2 separate regions of the Ovis aries genome follow, and region 1 is linked to region 2. Evidence: chromatin contacts called from public Hi-C data. All regions are on one chromosome and are shown on one strand. The core of a region is the stretch at or near the end of the contact, and the rest is flanking DNA. Distances in the headings are between cores, read along the strand shown.

Region 1 (6,704 bases), core at 1,735-4,234, 110 kb before region 2:
ATCTTGGAAAATGGAAGGAAATATGAACCATAAGCATCAGTACTCATGTCTGCATTCATGAATCAGTGTATCGACACTCTGCTATATGTAGTATCAAGACACAAACATCAACACATACACTCTCTCTCTCATATGGAGGTGCTGTCAGATTACAGAACAAGTCGTTCCACACTGCCTTACCCTCTGAAACAAATATTATTCTGGAATTGGAATGAGGAAAAAAAGATATTTTATGAGAGGGAAAAACTCTAGAGGGCCGATTTTACAATATGCCTGGAGTCGATGACGCCCCAGCCCCTGACGAAGCTGAAGCTGCAATCAGATCATTGTGGTAGGAACCTCCGGTGAATCTGGGAGAAGGGGGCCCATCCTGCAGCGTACCCCTCACACTTCACTCAAGTTACCAAGAGTCACTAGGAGATGGCCCAGGCTGGGAGCTGTTCACTCCACAAACACCCTGAATTCTCCAGGCCTTCCCTTCCACGTTAAGAAAACACAGAGAGCTATCATTCTGCATGAGAAACTATGGCAGTAACCCCACTGAAGAATACAGTCTTTCCAAAATAAAATATAAAATACAAGCTGCAAGCCATCGCCTTAAAGACCTGCATTCAACATGCTCAGGATACCTATGCTTCAGCATAGGTATGGGATAAGACTTCACCTTGACTAACCTTGAAGTGTGATGCATTATTAACCCTTTACTTTTCAATCAAGAGAGACCCATTACAGGCTGCTTTTTTTTTCCTCTACAAAAATCGTACGTTCCAGGTTCTTCCATTTCAAAATGTCAGCCAAGCGCTATTTCCCTGACTCATTCTCCTGCCGATGCTCACAGAGCCTTCCAATCAGAAGAATCACATCAGCACCTACCCAGGGCTCCCTCAGTGGTTGCAGTGGCGGTGCTAGTGGTGTCGGTGATGGTGATGATGATATTAGAGAAGGAGGGGCAGTGATGCAGGAGGGGGGAGTTCCCTCCCTCCTTCCCTCTCTTCCGCAGTCACGACTCATATTCAGATTTGCCTACAACTCTGCCCTTCAAAATGACCTTACCAAAAAAAAAAGTCACCCTTTCCGTGTAGAGAGGTGGAAGACAGGTAAGGTATCTAATTTGCAACGGGAAAAAAAAATCTATCCAGTCAAGCAACAGGCTACTCAAAATCTTGTAAGATGACCTGTTTCTGCCTTTATGCGACTTATTTCTTACACCCAGGCACCGATTCTGCCTCTCTCTGTAGACCCTGAAAACAAACCGACTTTGCCATGTTTACGGGCCAAGGCTCAGAAACGGAGTCCTGACACAGAGCTTCCAGGGCCGCTTCTGGGTTGTGATGACTCCAGGGTAGGTCATCGGTGGCGAGATTCTAGGTCTCGCTACGAAACACTGCAGTGTATGGATTCTGTCTCCGCCGCCCCCCACCCTCGCCTTCTGAAGTACATATTTAGACTAGATGAAAGGTGCTATAATACACAAACTCTCCTGCATTCGATCCGATTTCCTTCCTGTGGTTCTCTCAGAGCCTCAAATTTCATTTTTAAGGACTTGGGACACGACTGTAAGGGAGAGACAGATCAACTCTCCCACCGCCGGACCGTTCCCAGGACGGAAGGGCTCCAGTGATGCTCAGATAGACTACAACTGACCGAGACCGCCACAATCCACATAACGCTCTACCTAGCGAGCTCCCATCCCCGCCCGCGCCTATTCCGGGGACTCCGCATTCCGCACAGGGATGACAAGCCCGGGCCGGCGCAATCAGAGCAGCGCTCACCACCCGAACCCGCTGCGCCTTCGCCAGCGCGGAGCGCGCGGAGCGGTCCGCAGAGCCTGCGCAAGGGATGCGCCTACCCGGAAACACAAGGCGCTAGGGGGGCAAGAGCTGCGGACCCCGTACTTACACCAGCTGCCACCGGTCCTGCCCAAAAACTCCTTCTTCTCCGAGTTCCAGATAAATTTCTTCCAGCTGCCCTCCTCCTTGGCTTTTCCGCGGGCCATGGTGGCGGGTCAGCAGCTGCCGCAGGGACTGAAGATGGGTGACTGCGGCGTGCGCCCTCGCGTCCTCCCGGGCTGCCGCTCGGCGTTCCCGGCCTGGCTCTCCGCTGGCTGCACCCGCCGCTGGCGCTGCGGCTCTCTGAGTGCCAGACGCGCGGCGGAGAAGCAGAGTCAGGAGCGGCAGGAGGGGTAGGCGGCGGCGGCGGGGGCGGGGGCGGAGGGAGGAGGGAGGGACCGCGCACGCTGGGCGGCTCCGAGCCCCGCACCTATTGGTGGGCGCGCGGCCGCTCGCGGGCTCTCTTTGGTCCGCCACGCGCTCCTCTTGCCCTTGGGCGGGGGGCAGTTCGGGGCCCGCAGATGCCGCTCCCGCAGCCACCAGGGACGCGTGTCCGGCCCCCACCTCCTGTGACCTCTGCAGAAACAGGCAGGGACAGAAGAAAGTCAGAAGGAAGGACGGACAAACGACTGCCGTCTGCCACGAGTCGAGAAATTGGCTGGGGCGCACGCCCTACCTTTACTATATACCGCGAGGGGCGGGGCCTGCGGCCCGAAGGGGCGGGCGCGGGGCTGGCACAAAGGAACTGCGCGGCGGCGGCGCGAGGGGCGGGCTGGAGCCGGGGCGGGGACACGGCGCGCCCGCAAGCCCGCGCAGCCCCCTCCTCGATCCGGGCTGGGCACAGACCCCTCCTTTCCGTACTGAGCTGCTCTGCACCTGCGTCGCCCGGCGCCCGGCAGGCGCTCGGGGTCCCCGGCCTCCGTCCGCCGCCGGTCCCACCCCTCCTAGGCCCTGGCTGGGTGGGGGAAGGCCATTCCCGGACTCCTGAGAGTCGGGGACTCTTGCCCCGCTCCGCCCCGCCTCCCGGCTCCTGCACCTGCCGCCGGCTCCGCGCTCCCCGCCGCTGCGGTTGCAGTTCCGGCCCGTCCCTCTCCTTCCAGGCCAGTCCAGTCGGCCGCCCCGGCTCCTGACTGCCTCACTGTGCTCCTTGTGGGCGGCCTGAACCACCTCAAGCTGGACAATTGCCAAACCCACCCAGGGCGGCAGCCCAGATCCGGGGTTGGGAAGGGGTGAGGTGGTGTAGGAGGCCGACCGGTCAGCTCCCAGTGGGTCGTTCCCTCGGAAACCAGTCGTACTGCCTGGCTGGCGGCTCACACCGGTCTAGACCTGGGCGACAAAATCTGCAGGTGACCCAGCCACCCAGGACTCCCCTTGGCGCCGAATCGGTGCCTGGTACTGTCACGGACATGGTTTTATGCCCCCTTAGGGGGTCACAAAAAGACCACTTTGTTCTTCTATAAAATACCGAAGGCCTAAAAGGCTCAGGGAAGTCCAGTTCAAACGGCGAAAAGTTGCAAGGCAACCATTGGCACCTATTATTCCTTCCCCTCCTTTATCCCCCGTGCCTCACGTGAAAAGCCAGACTTCTTGGTTTCATCTCCTTCTGCTAAGCCCCTGAGCAGTTTCACATGTCCTTCTCAAGACAGTGACACAGCAGAAATCAGCAGGGGAGCCTCTGCAGTCAGGACAGAGAAGCCCCATCCCCAGGGGGCAACCTAGTCCATCTTGGGAAAGGAGCTTTCCCATCCCCATATTTAGAAAGCCGTACAGGGGGATGCTTGTCCGAGTCACCTTTTTGTCGCCAAGGTCAACCTGGTAAGTCTAAGGACAAGCTTGCATTGATGTAGTGCGAGCTCTTTCCCACGAATCCTTCCCAAGGCCCACCTACATGACCTGGGCAAACCTGAAAATTCCTGAAATGCAGGAGCAGCCATCCATCCACCCAGCCCCAGAGGGGCTGCTGCATGTAGGCTTGGGTCAAGGGCAACTTTGAGAACTGCTCTGCGGAGAAAGGAAGCTGCCCCCTGCTTTGCCCCTGCAGTGTTTGTATTGGAAAAGCCCCAAGCTGGTGGTAGAACTGCAGGAAGAAGCTGCCCTTGTGGGGATGATGCCCCGGTACCCTCCCAGCAGAAGTTAACTCATGGCGGACTCGCCAGCAGGACAGGTCACTAGGAAGGGCATGCGTTTAGGGAGTACCTGCTATGAGCAAGACCAGGAAAAACCTGTGGGCAGAATCAGTGAAAGAGGATGAATGGAGGGAAAGATGGAATGGGAAGGGATGGGGGTTTGAGTGAGAGAGTGCAGCGCCCTCCTTTGTGCAAACTCCCTTTACCCACCCCTCCCTCCCTCACTCTACCTCTCTCTCTCTTCTCCAGTAGAGATATGTAGTACAACAAAGTATGCCGAGAAGGGCTCACATTGCCAGGTTTTTTATTAGAACCCTCATTTTCTCCTTAAAAAAGAGGTATTCTATCTTACTCTCTAGAGTTGTGGCAATTGCCAATTGGCCTGATCCTGTGTCCGGCAAGGATGAGCTTTTTCTGCTGGCCTTTAGGTACTTCTTCCCTGCTATCTTTAGGGGAAGATAAACTCCCCTCAAACTTTACCTCCCTAGCTTTGTTCATTCTTCTTCCCTTGCAGGTAAACTTTTGCCAGGTTCTGACAAGCTTTGAGGGTCATGCCTTCACGGCAGTTGCTGCTGCTGCTGCTAAGTCGCTGCAGTTGGGTCTGACTCTGTTCTGTTCAGTTCAGTTCAGTTCAGTTCAGTTGCTCAATCGTGTCCGACTCTTTGTGACCCCATGAATTGCAGCACGCCTGTGCGACCCCATAACAGCAGCCCACCAGGCTCCCCCATCCCTGGGATTCTCCAGGCAGTAACACTGGAGTGGGTTGCCATTTCCTGCTCCAGTGCATGAAAGTGAAAAGTGAAAGTGAAGGCACTCAGTCGTGTCCGACTCTGTGCAACCCCATAGATGGCAGCCGACTAGGCTCCCCATCCATGGGGTTTTCCAGGCAAGAACATCTCATTCTAAATCAACCTCCCCTGGCTTATAGGAACCTCTGTGTTTCTACCCAAACCTGGTATTGCCACTGGAAAGCATGATCTCATCTCGATGAGAATCAGATTCAAACTTCACCTTCCATTCTAGACTGTCTAGAATTGTTTCACTCATCTAACTATGTTGGACTTCCCTGCTGGATCAGACTGAAAAGAATCTGCCCAAAATGCACGAGACATGGGTTCAATTCCTGGGTTGGGAAGATCCCCTGGAGAAGGAAATGGCAACCCACTCCAGTATTCTTTTCTGGAGAATTCCATGGACAGAGGAGCCTGGTGGGCTACAGTCCATGGGGTCACAAAGAGTCGCACACAACTGAGCAACTGACTGAACCATATCACCAGAAAGAGCAACCTGGTGAAGGGCAAGACAGACCCGCATTCACCCAGCTTCAGCTGTGTGGCCTTGAGCAAGTCCCTTGTTCTCTCCAGGGCCAGTTCTCTCAGTTGTAAAATTGGAGTGACACAGTGTTGCAAGGATTAAATGGGAGATGTGGGAAAGCCCTAAGTGCAGTTGCCTGGTACATAACAAGAGCTATTGAGCAACCAGCTTAATTATAATTAGCTGTTTCCATTTGACCTTGTCTAACCTTGAGGCTGCTGCTAGGACCTTCCCACTGTGACAGCCCCTCCTGCCAGGGTTCTGAGTTCCCTGAGAAGGTCACCCTGACTAATTCTCCACCCTCTAGGCCACCTTTCCCCTTGCTTTCCAGTGCTTCCTGCTCTGTGACCTCCTCTAAGTTGAGTAATGAATAACTCGAGCACACCATGTCCCTTTGGGCTGTGCTGGGCTGGGCTTGCGTACTGAGGCCCCTTCAGAGAAGGGTGCTGTGGCAGCAGGTTGAAAGCGGAGAGTGAGTGGTTCTCTAGAGGGAGGGGCGCTTCTGGCAGATGGAGCTTGTGGCTCTGGGTAGGGCTGGAGGAGGTGTGCACCATGGAAGCTGTTCAGTCCATGCCTAGGGAGGTCTGGTGTTTCTGTGCAGAAAGAAGGAGAACAGAATTCTTCCGCCCAGGTTAAAGGCTCAGGGCAAAAGGACACTGTTTTCATCTGTTTTTCTACACGTGCTAGGGAATTGGAATGGCTATGGAGGACTGTGGTTGGTTCTGCCCAAGACTGGAGCTCTGTGTGTAGAGGGGGTGAGGGGTGGTGGGGTGGAGAGAGGGGAAACCTAGAGCATGGATGGCAGCGAAGAGGGGAGGGAGGTTAGGGACCTCTGTCCAAGCAAGGAGGATGACGGATCTAACTCAGGAAACAAGGAGATGCAGATTGAAGCAGAATGTACCCTGCAGCAGAGAAGGGGCCCCAAGGTAAAAGGACAGGGCAGCCTTGTCTAGCAGCATGATGACCAGTCAGAAGCCCGGCTGGGACAAGAGGCGGAACAGGTTAACCCCAGGCTGCCAGCTACTTTGCTCAAGATCAGAGAGGCTCACATGAAGGTTTACCTACCCACAAAAGAGAAGGTGCAGCTTGGCAGGCAGCGTGAGCTGATCCAGATCTGAAAAACAGAACCGCCCCAAGCTGTCCGCTCTCTGAACCCCTTGGGCAAACACGCTGCGGTCCGCTCGCAGAGGACAGGGAAGGGCTGGGCTGCTGATCCCACGTTCACACACGTGCTCAGGGACAACAAGGTTCTGTTCGGCCAGCCCCAGAGAGGAGGGGGTGAGGGGATGTGTTGCATGGTGGAGGGGGTGAGGGGATGTGTTGCATGGTGACATCTTGGCAGCAGAAACTGTGTGCAGTGTGGAGGAAAATGGCTCAATGGCAGTGTCTGTTTGCAGTGGGAAGCAGACAGGATGCACCACTCCGCAGTGGAGGC
Region 2 (7,202 bases), core at 642-3,141:
CATAAAAAGCTCAGTCTTGCCATTTTTGCCAACATGGTTGGACCTAGGAGTTATTACGCTAAGGGAAATAAGTCAGAGAAAGATAAATATTGTATTATTTCACTTATATATGGAATATAAAAAAAAACAAAACAAATGAACAAACATAACAAAACAAAACAGAAACAGAGTTCTAGATACAGAGAACAGGTGGCTGCCAGAGGGAAGGGCCGTGCGGAGGAGGGAAGAAAAAGGGGTGCAAGCTTAAGAAGCGCAAACTTCCAACTGCAAAATAAGTGAGTCATGGCTATGAAATGTGCAGTGTGGGGAATATAAGTAATAACTATGTAGTATTTTTGTATGGTGACATATCATAGCTAGTCTTATTGTAGTGATCATTTTGAAATGTACAGAAATACCAATTCATCATATTGTGTAACAGGAACTAACGTAGTGTTGTAGGTGAGTTATGTTTCAGAAGCAAATGAACTCGTAGCAAAAGAGATCATATTTGTGGTTGTCAGAAGTGAGGTGTGGAGGGAAGGGAAATTGGATGAAGGCAGTCAAAAGGCACAAACTTCAAATTATAAGATAAAAAAGTACTAAGGATGCAATGTACAACTTTCATTATATTTCATTATATAACTTACTGCTATAATTTGTTAAGAGTGTAAATCCTGAGTTTTCAATACACACCAAAAATTTATTTCTTTAATTTTGTATCTGTGTGAAATAATGAATGTTGGCCATGATTATTGTGATAATCATTTCATGGTGTATATAAGTCAAATCATTATACTGTATACCTTAAATTTATACAGTGCCGTATGTCAATTTTATCTTAATGAAACTGGAAGAAAAATGTTTTTATTATATTTTCAATCCAGGATAGAATCAAGAATCATTCATTCTAGTAGTTGTCCTGGGTTATTTGTTTGTTTTAATCTAGATCAGTTTCTGGATTTAAAACTTCTCAACTTATCATCTTGATAATTTTGAAGAATTCAAGCCAGTTGCTTTGTAAAATATCCCTCAATTTGGATTTACCTATTTTTTCCTCATGCTTAGATTCAGAAATTTGAGGAGGGGGCGGAGTACTGCATATGCAAGATTGTATCTTTCTCAATAATTGTATCAGGAGGCATAAGATGTCAGGCAGTTCCATTATCAAGGCTGTAAAACTGGTATCCATCACATTTCTCCATTTAGAGATATTTTTTCCTGTTTTTAATAAATAGGCAACTTGTGGGGTGATAGTTCAAAACTGTTCATGGCTGGTATATTCTTGTGTACTCATCTGTCATTGGAGCCATTATTTCCATGATTATTTTATTCATAACAATACTATTTTCTTCATATGAGCATTCCAATTGCAATTCATGGGCGTCTACATCTTTCCTCACTAGTGGCATGCCTTCTTGTGTGCTTGGTCATCTTCATTAATCTACTTGAGCGTAAGGATAAGAGAGTCCTATAGTCTCACTTGGTGAAACTTTCCTTCAAAGAGGGTTTGACTTTGCCTTCTGCCCACAGGAGTACCACTTCCAGCCCTTCTTGTGGTTTGTGGCTTTGAATGAAAATGTGGGCTCAACTTCCCCACCTCACTCCTCTTCCAAGAAGCCTCACTGCAGAGAAGGTCTTAGAATCTCGCGTTTTTCTCTGTTTAACAACATCGCTTAAAAGAGTCATAAGGGTGTTGCCCCATGGCAGCTTCATGGGGAGCTGAAGGTCGAGAAAGGCCTATCTGCAAGGGATTTGTGGCTGTGGCTTTTTGTTTAATGGAGTAAGTTGTAAATTGATTCCCAAAAGTTCACCGAGTTTTAAAAAGAATTGTATCAGCTTGGATTGAAAGTGACAGAAACAGAATGAAATGAAAGGCAACCTTTGGACCTCTCAACCACTACAGGCAGGGAGCTGGTTGAGAAAACTACTCAGCTGCCAACTCAGGCCATTCTTACAGCAAAGGCGTGGTGACTCACAGGGCAGAACCAAGAACCTGAGAGAAGAGCTAAGTGCCAGAGAACAAAGCAGCAGAGCTGAACTCTCATCAAGAACTGGCCTCCCGTGCCCAGCCAGTGTTGAGGACGGCTTACAGACCTGCAATTGCTGTGTGCCTCCTGTTTTCTCCCTTTTTGAACAGTTGTGTCCACATTGTGCCCCAATCAATTGTATATTGATTGTGTAGGGGCTCAAGTGAACTTTCTGGTATTTAGACTGGAGAAGTAGAGCCTAAATTGCTGCACCTGGGGAATTCATACACCCTTGGATCTGACTGAAATGACTTGAGCCAGTGGCATGATGGGCTGGGACATGGTGGTCTTGGGAGAGGGTTTTAGCATATTTTGCAGGTGGAAAGGATGTGAAGCACTGTGGCCTGAAGATGTGCTGTGAGGACTGTATCTTCCAACACTGACTGCAACAATATTTGTCTTCCTGCAATGTGATCTTGACATTTCTTCCCTTGTGGCAGGGTCTATGTTCCTTTATTTTTTTGGTCATGATGTACAGCATGTGGGATCTTAGTTACCTGATCAGGGATTCAACTCATGCCACCTGCATGGGAAGCACAGAGTCCTAGCTACTGGACCTGCAGAGAAGTCCCAAGGTCCCCTTTCCTTGAATTTGGGCAGACTTATGACCACAGAGGAAATGAGGCTAGATCACACGTGGTGATATAGTGTGCTGCCGTGTTCTCTTGGAATCTTATTCTTAAAGCCCAGGCACTTTGCAATGAAGCCCAAGAAGCCACACGGAGAAGCCAGGATAGCTATTCCAGCCAAGTAACCCAGCTGAGGTCCCAGCCAACAGCCAGCATCAGCTGCAAGACATGTGAGTGAATCTTCAGAAGATTCTGATTGTTTGAGTCTTCCCTGCTGAGAGTCCAGACACTGCTGCATGGAGATAAGCTCCCTGCTTCTGAATTCCTGAATCCCTGATAGAATATGAGGGCATAATCAGATGATTTTATCTTGTTTTTGCTCTAAGTTTGAGGTTGTACCACAGCGAGAGTAACGTGAATATCAACTGGAGCTTTCATCTCACTAGAGAACATTAAGCATTGTTTCTCCAGTTACTCTTGGTCTTCTCAGTGCCTGCAAATAAAAGCCATTTTTGAAGGTAGCTGCGGGAGCTCTTTAAACTAGAAGCAAGAAATGAGGCGCTCAGGAGATGAGGCCTGAAGAAGAAAGTTGTTGGGAGAAGCAATCTTATTCCAAAGCTAGACTGAATGAGTTTATCTCAAACACTGTGCTGAGCACCAGGGCATGGGACAAATGGAAGGGCCAGGCCTGGGGATGTATATTATACCATCGACAGTTCAGCACATCTTCCTGTGTCAACCTTCTTTTTTATATTGCCCACTCCAAGTTCTCTAGAAGGAATAAGATTTTTTATGTAATCACCATTATTCGTCACTGGACAGAGTTTTCATATCAAGCCACTTGATGGCCTGCTGGCTAACCTATGTGTTGTCTGCCTTTGGGTCAGGTGTCCAACCTACTTTAAGCTTTTGTGATTGAGGTGATTAGAATGTTTGGGGCTGAATTTTATCCCCTCAAAATTCATACACTGAAGCCCTTTATTTGGAAGTATTTGGAATGCAACTCTATTTGGAGATGGGACTTTTAAAGAAGTGATTAAATAAACATAAGGCCTTTGGGGGGCCCTAATCTAGTCTGGGGGCTTCCCTGGTGGTGCTACTGGTAAAGAACCCACCTGCCAGTACAGGAGACATAAGAGACCCAAGTTTGATCCCTGGGTTGGGAAGATTCCCCCAGAGGAGGGTATGGCAACCCACTCCAGTATTCTTGCTTGGAGAATCCCATGGACAACAGAGCCTGGCAGGCTACAGCCCATAGGGTTGCAAAAAGGGTTGAATGCAACTGAAGCGACTTAGCAAGAACCCACATAATCCAGTCTGACTGATGTTGTTATGAAATGAGATATGGACTTGCAGGAGAATACCAGGGGTGCAGCACAGAGGAAAGGCCATGTGAAGGTGGCCTTCCAGAGGTGGCCATCTGCAAGCTGAGGAGGGAGACTTCAGAAGAAACTGAACCTCCTGACACCTTGATCTTGACTTTTGTATTTTATATACACTTTAAAGCAAAAATAACATTTTTTGTGAGGAATTAGAGATATTCAAATGGAAAGGTGTGGGTAAAATATTACACACAGAATCTAACATTTAGCATCAACTTTCAAGGAGGTCATAAAGCACAAAATTAGTTCTTAAAATGTGTCTTTAAACAGGCAAAACACCTCTACCATCTAACATGTATGACTGAGAAGGAAGGAATTGGGTGCATGTTTTTGGTCTCTGAATACAGACCGTCTAGCTAGACCCCTGGTGGCTTAGATGATAAGGAATCTACCTGCAATATGGGAGACTCAGGCCTGATCCCTGGATGACGAAGATCCCCTGGAAGAGAAAATGGCAACACACTGCAATATTCTTGCCTAGAGAATTCCACAGATGTGGAGCCTGGCAGGCTACAGTCCGTGGGGTCACAGACTCAGACATGACTGAGTGACTAATTCTTTCCTTTTGAGAGACTAACACTTCCTTTCCTTTCCTAGCTACACCCAGATAGGCATCACATTTCAGGAAAACAGAAGCATTTTCCAGGTGAAAGGGTCCTTGAAGGTTGTCTCACTTAACCTTCCGCAGCACAGATGGGAATCCTGTCACTTGGGGAGCATTTGCGGGCCTCACAGAGCCCTGCAGAATCCGCCCCTGCTGGAGCCCAGCATTTGCAGGCACTATCCAAGGCAGATGAGTTCCAAAGCCAAACATGTAAAATGTCAGATCTGAGGGTAGCTGCGTCCGAGTCTGCTGTGCCACAAGGTGCCCTCCTAACAAAAAGGGTCAGCATTTCCCAACATCTTTGTTAGAAGCCACTAGGCCGCTTGTTAAAACAGAAAACCAACAAAACAGAGTTCCAGGATGCCACCCAGGTATAAGGAATCAGAGCTCTGGAATAGGAATCTATGGTTTAACAAACATTCCAAGTGATTTTTATTCATGCTAAAAATTTGAGACCCACTAGGCCAGGTTATCCATGGGATCACGAAGAGTTGGACACGACTGAGTGGCTTCAGTTTCACTTTTCACTTTCATGCATTGGAGAAGGAAATGGCAACCCACTCCAGTGTTCTTGCCTGGAGAATCCCAGGGATGGGGAAGCCTGGTGGGCTGCCGTCTATGGGGTCACACAGAGTCGGACACGACTGAAGCGACTTAGCAGCAGCAGCAGCAGGCCAGGATAAGAACAGATACTTGGAGTTGTCTCTTCTTGACAACCATCTTTCTCCATCCCACCTTTGCCTTCTGGTCCTAGCCTCAGCGCCCAGCAGGGCACTAGGCCTCCTCAGCTCACGGTCGTCTTCCTCTTTCCACTGCCCAGGCATTTTCCTCTTCCTCTTTGCTTCCCTTCTGTCTGCTGCTCTTCTGTGTTATTTTTGTCTCTTTCTTCTTTCTGTGTTTTCTTTCCTCTTTTCCTTGCTTCTACCCATGCTGCTCCGGGCCCCCACCCAGCCACTTCCAAAGTGGTGCTAGAGGCCAGGGAGCTCCAGGTCACAGAGTGCAGAGTTCTGATCAGAGATGACAGCTCAGGGAGGCCAGAGACAGACCGAGACTGGACTAGGAGGACATGTATAGTTGTAGGGCATGGGGTTGTGGGGGAGGGTGCAGAATTATGGCACAGGAAATTCTAGGAGGAAGTAGACCAAGGATCCCTCAGGGCAGGGCAGGGCAGGGCAGGGCAGGGCAGTGTGCCCTTGTGCACACCTGTTCCATCTTCCTGGTGATCTGATGAGCATCTGAGGCTCTAGGCACGTGGGCTTCAGTAATTGTGACACATGGGCTCAGTAGTTGTGGCTCCTGGGCTCTAGAGCACAAGCTCAATTGTTGTGGGGCATGGGCTTATTTGCTCTAAGGCATGTGGGATCTTCCTGGACCGGGGATTGAGCCCATTTACCCCTGCATTGGCAGGTGGATTCTCAACCACTAGACCACCAGGGAAGCCCAGGCCTTGATAGGAAAGCAGTGAACACATCTTAAAAATGCATGACCTTAAAACTTTGGCAGTGGAGGCTTTCTCCAGGTGTTCCTCACACACAGAGGCCCAGAAGGTGGGGTTTCACCTGAGTGTCAGATGCACGGTGACTTGGGTGAGATTGAAAATCAAAGCTGGTCTCGTTTGTTCAATATAAACCAACAAGCTGGTATAGAAGCGCTTACACTTACATGTATAAGTACACGCTGGCCCAGAGTAGGCACTCACTGTGTGTTGGCTATTACTGATACTTATTATTAGGAAATAGTCTTATGTCTGCCATATGCCTGCATTCACTTCCCACTCAGGGTTGCAGTAGGCTTGGCATTTTGGACTCTTTCATGAGGAGGTCCAGAACAGCTGGAAGGAAAACCAGGGGTCCTTTCTCCTTTTACCAGAGAACCCAGAGGCCACCTGCATTGGGTGTGGGCTGGGTTCTTTGGAGGCCCATGAAGTGCCATTGCTGACAAGAGCACTGCATCTGGCTGTCCCATGCGCCTGCTGCTGGCAAGGTGTGTTCCATAAGCCCCATGGGACAGGACAGCACCTCGGGGAGAGGGCCCCCATCGAGAAGCCCGCCTTTCAAGGACGAAGCTCCCCAGCAACCCTGTCTCAGTAGGTTAGCAGCACCTGAGGCAGGAACTCAGGAAGGCTCTCCTTGCTTGTTGGTCTGGATGAGCCAGAAAACAACCCCAATTCTTGCCTGCCTTTCTCTGGATTCCCAGGTATCTAATCCAGAGGGTTGTATTCCTTAAGGCTAGAATACCTGCTGTGAGAAGGGGTGCCCAGCCATTCTGTTCTCACCTTCTAGGGCAGGAAATTCTACTGGGCTCTTCTTCTAGAGGCTGTATCTGAATTTTAAAAAATAATTTTACGTTTTTATTTTTGGCTGTGCTGGGTCTTTGTTGCTGTGTGAGCTTTCTTCTAGTTGCGGTGAGCAGGGGCTACTCTCTCGTTGCAGTGTACAGGCCTGTCCTTGCGGTGGCTTCTCTTATTTCAGAGAACTAGCTCTAGGATGCACGGGCTTTAGTAGCTGTGGCCTGGGCTCAGTAGTTATCGGCTCCCAGGCTCTAGAGCACAGGCTCAGTGGTTGTGGAATACAGTCTTTGGCTTTGAAGCTGGTGGGATCTTCCTGGATCAAGGATCCAACCCATGTCTCCTGCATTG

The links. Hi-C and Micro-C count contacts between places; a contact is called where the count stands out from the background.
Region 1: a contact with region 2 is called in a Hi-C map of mixed tissues, with 2.6 times the contacts expected there. The contact joins the promoter of ATP1B1 here to the enhancer-like site in region 2. A contact is called at or near these places in 2 of 16 Hi-C or Micro-C datasets (blood and mixed tissues).

The regions. Positions count from the first base shown.
Region 1 is chr12:36,031,523-36,038,226 of ARS-UI_Ramb_v3.0, reverse strand. It overlaps ATP1B1 (ATPase Na+/K+ transporting subunit beta 1), which reads right to left and starts at 2,984. Exons shown (of 7, transcript NM_001009796.1): 1 at 2,866-2,984; 2 at 1,900-2,405. The coding sequence starts at 1,996.
Region 2 is chr12:35,919,925-35,927,126 of ARS-UI_Ramb_v3.0, reverse strand. No RefSeq gene overlaps it. Among named protein-coding and RNA genes, the nearest start is that of TRNAC-ACA, 18 kb to the left of the region's middle. Within about 2 kb of position 1,891, at least 10 of the 54 cell types and tissues checked have an H3K27ac peak or open chromatin away from gene starts, as enhancers often do.